2 separate regions of the Mus musculus genome follow, and region 2 is linked to region 1. Evidence: chromatin contacts called from public HiChIP or PLAC-seq data. All regions are on one chromosome and are shown on one strand. The core of a region is the stretch at or near the end of the contact, and the rest is flanking DNA. Distances in the headings are between cores, read along the strand shown. Region 1 has its middle 48 kb from the start of Gm32073. Region 2 has its middle 9.6 kb from the start of Mir155hg.

Evidence for each region. HiChIP or PLAC-seq counts read pairs in DNA pulled down with a chosen protein or histone mark.
Region 2: a contact with region 1 is called in an H3K27ac HiChIP or PLAC-seq map of bone marrow-derived dendritic cells, with 4 times the contacts expected there. The contact joins two enhancer-like sites. A contact is called at or near these places in 2 of 39 promoter capture datasets (both in the C10 cell line), 1 of 15 datasets of contacts at CTCF or cohesin (CD8 T cells), 5 of 484 Hi-C or Micro-C datasets (B cells, bone marrow-derived dendritic cells, bone marrow-derived macrophages and 2 more), 5 of 115 datasets of contacts at active chromatin or transcription factors (CD8 T cells, bone marrow-derived dendritic cells, regulatory T cells and 1 more) and 1 of 9 other capture datasets (bone marrow-derived macrophages).

Annotation. Positions count from the first base shown.
Region 1 is chr16:84,605,225-84,608,154 of GRCm38.p6, reverse strand. No RefSeq gene overlaps it. Among named protein-coding and RNA genes, the nearest start is that of Gm32073, 48 kb to the right of the region's middle. Within about 2 kb of position 1,399, at least 31 of the 459 cell types and tissues checked have an H3K27ac peak or open chromatin away from gene starts, as enhancers often do. A contact at or near this core is called in B cells, bone marrow-derived dendritic cells and bone marrow-derived macrophages, where this site is marked.
Region 2 is chr16:84,701,967-84,704,896 of GRCm38.p6, reverse strand. No RefSeq gene overlaps it. Among named protein-coding and RNA genes, the nearest start is that of Mir155hg, 9.6 kb to the left of the region's middle. Within about 2 kb of position 1,521, at least 243 of the 459 cell types and tissues checked have an H3K27ac peak or open chromatin away from gene starts, as enhancers often do. A contact at or near this core is called in B cells, bone marrow-derived dendritic cells and bone marrow-derived macrophages, where this site is marked.

The DNA.
Region 1 (2,930 bases), core at 150-2,649:
TCCCTAAGTGGGCATATTTCCATCATAGGCACCGGCTTTAGTTGATGTAGTCATGGTGATTCCCTTCACTTATTCATTCATCATTAAATGATGAGCATTAAATACCCACAGCATCAGAGGTATCAACGGTTGGACTACCATCTGGAAGATGTCTGACGAAGATCCCCTTCTGTCTTTATCAAGCCACTGTCCTTAACCATTTACTCAAAGGTGGGAGTCACCTTTAGGAAATGCACCCTGAGGGTTTTATGTTTCTGGGGGTTGCTGAGCTACGGGTATTGTAGGATGTGGAGATATTATTGTGGGATCTGGCTTCTTTCAAAAGTTTTTATTTTATTACCTTTTACTTCTGGCTTCTTAACTCACTGTATATTCCCCATCGCCACATCTTTGTGCAGGAAACAATCAAGCAAAAAGGAGTTTGGGACTATCATGGCGGAGACAGGAAGTCTAACCCTAGTTTTAAATAGCTCAGGTCTTTCTGGAGGAGTGAAGTCAGTGGCTTCGGACTTTCCAGGGCGTGAGTGTGAGGGTTGCTGAATGGGTAAGGGTGTACTAATGGGTGGTGTATGTTTAGATGGTAGCCGAGGCTTAAAAGCAAGCAAGCATAGCTCCCCCATACCCTCCTTTTTTTAAAAAAAAAATAAAAACCAGTTTTCCTATTTAAATGCATCCCAAGAGCTTGTCTCTTTCAATTTGTAGACTAGTCTTTATAGAAACAGTTTTATAGGCAGGTCTATTATTTTTCAACTGGTGTTTCCCCCAGTGTTTTGTATTTTCCTTTTATATTTTCTCTCTTAAAAGTTATAGTCTTTGTATTTTAAGAGAACCTCTTTCACCTCTTTCTCTCTCTCCCCCACATCTTCCCCAGATGCCAAGCCTATTCTTATTTCCTTACAAAACTTATAAATTTAAGTGATTTATAAACAGGCCCTCAAATTAACAGCACCATCGTGTCTCTTTTTATAGTTAGGTCCTGAAAATGTAGAGAACAATGACTTGGTTAGTCGTAGGTTGGTTCTTTGAAACTTGGGATAGGGATGGCAGGAAGGAAACAGATTTGTGTGGTTGTTGGTTGTATGTGCATGCAAGATGTGTCCATCAGGTTTTGTCTGTCTTGTATACACTGGGAGGAGATTTCTTTAGTGGCGTGCTACTCAGGGGTCTGTTGTCACTGTCTCCCCAGTGTAGCACTAGCATTCCCAGTTTTGTTGTGTGAACTCTAAGAATTGAGCTCAGGTCAAGGCAAGCATTTGATTGACTGAGATACCTCTCCACGTTGGCATGGCATTTGTTAGGCAACAGAAAATTCAAGGATCTCTTAGGTAAGTGTAAGCTGTAACCTCTTTGAGGGAGTCCCCCAGGCACAACAATCTCAACAGCTCTCTCAGACCTGGGAAGTGTTACAGTCAGAGAGGAATTTCCTCATTTCCTCCCTTCAGTGACTTTGTAAATAGAAGAGGTAGGGGAATAGAGATGCGAGAAAATGATCAGTTCATGCTGGCAGTGAGGGCTAACTGTGTCATCTACATTGCAAAAATCTTACTCTCTCAGGAGCAAATTTGAAATGATTCCACGCAAGAAACAATTTGTGTTAAACAACTAGAAATTCCTACAACTTTCTCACATACTCAACATGACTGAAGAAAAGGCTACAGATGTGTTCAATTCACAATTCCCCCATTTATAAAAGCAGGATGGAGGCGAAACTGAGCAGCAGATGGTAGAAGACCCACACATTTAGGTTTTCTTAATCACTTCCTAAAAGTATCTACTATGGATAGTCATCTAGAAATTTTCTTAAAATTTCCATTGATTTGCTTACGTTGAAGCAGATGTCATATTCTTTTTTCTAAAAAGGGAAAAGGGGAAGTGACCCAGGACAAACTTGTCATGGTTCACTGATGAAGGAAGGTCTCTCAAGGAGACTCTGTATGTGGTAGCATGGTGCAAAAGAGAGAGAGAGAGCGAGAGTGAGAGTGAGAGAGAGAGAGAGAGAGAGAGAGAGAGAGAGAGAGAGAGAGCCACACACACAGATAGAGATAGGGATAGGAGGAGAAGGAGAGGGAGAGAACAAGCATGAAGAAATTTTGTCTACACTTCAAACATAAAGTGTAGCTAAAGCTATGTTCTCTCTCTCTCTCTCTCTCTCTCTCTCTCTCTCTCTCTCTCAAGGCTGCAAAGGAATACTTGTGAAAAAGTATCCAGGGGATAGGATTTTGTCCATACCAATTTAAACGTTCTACAGTTACATTTTAAAAACGATTTATTTTATTTTGAAGCCTATGCTTCAAGATCCGGATCTTGAGGCTGGGGGGTGGGGTACAAGTTTCTGACTTGGATCTTGAGGCATAGTGGTTATGAATCTCAGGAGACTAAAACAAGGCGATCTCTGAGTTCAAGGTCAGCCTGGGACAAAACAAGTCCCAGATCTAGGCGTGGTGGCACACACCTTAATCTGGAACCCACCTTCTGCTGGAGACCTACATAAGGACATTGGAAGAAGGAAGATTTGCTTTTCTTTGCCTGCTTGTAGTTACTTGCCAGCATATCTGTTGGAATCTACTCGTCATGGCAGAGTAAGTAACTACTAGATCCTTGAACTTCCCATTCACAGCTGACCATTTCTGGGGAGTTAGATGACAGACTGCAAGTCATCACAACAAATTCCCTTACTATGTAGAGTTCTGTAACTCTGAAGAACCCTGACTAATAGAACCAGTCAGCACTTAAACAGACTGCTCTTTTTCAGTGCATTCTAATCCTTTTTATTGTGTTTTGAATAAAATTTCTTAGTTATTTTGAAATCTATGTGCATCTTTATTTAAATTCCTTAAACAAGAGGCTAAGAATCAGGAAAAACTAAGGAAGACCAAAGATAATACCAAAGGAATACCACATATTCCTTGGCATTATTCAAGTTAGAGAAT
Region 2 (2,930 bases), core at 272-2,771, 97 kb before region 1:
TAAACCTCTAGTAGGTATCTGGGCAAGCGCCAGTGTTCTGTCTGGTATCTCCTAGGAGTGTCACTCTGGGCTGATAGTTCTCTCTTCTAACCTGTGTGGTCAGGAAGCTGGGTCCTGTGGCCATGGCCAGCTGACCCCACTCTGCAAGGAAACTCATTTATTATAATCCCCTTGAGGAGCAGCCCTTGCTGCTGAAGTACTTAAAATGTGCTCTGGTCCCTTGGCAACAAGCTACCATGAAACTGAGCCTAACTAAGAATCAATAGCTGGCTGCCTGCCTCCCGACCCCCACATGACCCATCTCACACCCTACTCGGATCTAAGGAATCTGTGACCTAACTACAGAAAATTCAGATTCTGAGTCCCCACTGTCAAAATCGAGGTAATACCACCTATCCTGCCATTTCCTGTCATCCCTTCCCCACTTAGATGGTAGACTGGGCATTGCTCTGAGAACTAAGTAGCCTATAATACCGTTCGTTCACTTACAATAGCACTATATTATTGTCCCTTCACAAGCAACGAGGTACTGTACACAAATCTACTTTAAAAGACAAATCCTATGATCATTATAAGATTGGCTGTATTGATACTTAGATTATATATACACTATGCCAAAGTCAAAGACAAGATTAGGTACTTCTGAAGAGGCAAGCTGAGGCAGTAAGCAGTAATTTCGTTTAGGAATACATACATGGTGTGCACGCTTCACATTCTCCATTCGACACAAAATGTAAAAGTAAATTACGATTATCCTCAGGTGCCACTGGGTTCTTCAGAGCCCAGCTTGTCCTAGTTCTGCTGTGTGGTGTTGGAGTGGTAACTTCACCTGTCTGGGACCCCTGCTTCCCAGTTTTTAATATAATCTGGACTTTCCTGTCAGCTTTGGCATTTACAAAGTAGGTTGCGTTATTAATTACCCTAATCCCTCTGATTTAGATGGTACAAACCCTAATAGATCGGGTCCATTCCTGAAAGCTGAAACAAACAAACAAACAAAACAACAAAACAACAAAAAAGTGACCTACGCTCCTAGGAGATTTCTGAGAAAAAAAAAAGCAAAAAACAAAACAAACAACAACAACAACAACAACAAAAACCCAACAGACAACTCAAGTGCCTCAGGAAAAAAATCTCACCTTGGCACGAAGGGAGCAAACAGGCACAGAAGCTCAAGGGTTAGCCAGGCTTCATTCTTCCGTTAAAAACCACGGGAACCTAACTTGGTTAGATTAGTTTGGATTATTTATGAACTGAAGCCGGTCCCTTCTGATCCCCCATTTCACACCCATGCGGGCCATGTCACAGGTGCCTAACTCTGTTTCCCCAAGGGCACCGCACAGCCCCCCTCCATCAGGACTCCCTCTCCCCATCCGATCACCCGGAGCCCTGACCGCCCAGGTCGCCCAGGTCCCCGGCCACGTGCGCCTCTGGCCCCCGCTGAAACCCCGCCCGCACCCGCACCCCGCGTCCTCGGAGCGCGCGCCTACCTGCGTCCCTGTCCCGGGCCGCGGCTGCCCTCGCTCCGTGTTCCCAGGCGCCCGCGGCGGCGGCCGCGTACAGGAAGCCGGCGCTGCGCACCGGCGACCCTTTTATAGCCCGCTCGTGACTCATAACCGACCAGCGCCGGCTGCAAAAGCCCCCGCCGCGCCCCCCTCCCGCCGGTTCTTGGAACCTCCGGCTCGAAAAACTTTTCTTTCTTTTTTTCTTTTTAAAGGAAAAGTCCAAAACAAAAGAAAACAAACAACAAAAAAAGTCCAGCGCTGCGAGAACCGGGTGCTCCCCTTTCCCTTCCTCCGGGGTCACGGCGCGGGTTTTCTCCCACCCGCGCCGTGGACTTTCCTGACCCGCCGCGCGGTGCTTTATTCTTAAAGGAAACGCAGTCGAATGCCGCCGCCGGGCCGCCCGCCTGCCCGCAGGGGAAGTTGCAAACTTTTGGCAGCAGGGTGGCCGGGAGTCTACACACCCCCAGGGCGGCCGAGGGACCAGGCTGGAAGGCTTCCCCAGCCTCACCAGGACAGACAGGAGGGCTTCAGGGCATCCTGCTCGCCGCCCTCTTCCCCTTGACCCTTGCAGACCCCGCCAGTGATTCGGAATGAGCAACAGGTCTGAGAAAGTACTTGCCCTTGTGGGGACCTGCGTTTACACGTGGGCATCCTAAAGACAAACAACTGTGGTGTGCTTTAATTTTGACCTCCCCAGCTTTACATTCTGCTCTTTGCTTCCCTCCGGACTTTCTTCTTTACTCTCTCCTCCACCTTCACTCTACCTAACGGAGGCATTTTTCTTTAGGAACACCAGAGTACGGAGAAAAGACCATCCTAGCAAGGTTACACTGCAAACCGGCAGGAGAAATGCCTTCGGGAGCCTCCATGCAGTTTAGAGCACTGGTTCTCAACCTTCCTAATGCTGCGACCCTTTAATACAGTTCCTTCTGTTGTGATGACCCCCAACCATAAAATTATTTCGCTGCTATTTCATAACTGTTATGAATCGTAAATGTAAATACCTGATAGGCAGGATATGTTATGCGAAGTTCACCATCATGGGTCCCATTAGTTTTTTTTTGTTTGTTTGTTTTGTTTTGTTTTTAAGATAAGGCAGGTCACTCTGCATTCCAGGCCGAGTGTCCAACTCCTGGACCTTCCACCTCAAGGTCAGAAGATGTGTTAGAGCATTTCATGTAGAATGGATGTGAGACTCTTAGTCTCTAGTCTCCTGAATGAGTGAGGAGCTGGAAATTACAGCAATATTACAGACTGCCCGGGTTGGTTAAGGAACTTGCAAACGTTTTTAAGAACCTCTCATTTCAAGGCATAAAATTTCCCTCTTGTATAATTCAAAGAGTGACCATGTTGGTTATAACGCATATTTATAAAGCCTTCGACATAAGTCAGGCCTTCCCCTAAAACTCCACATATGTGTTTGTG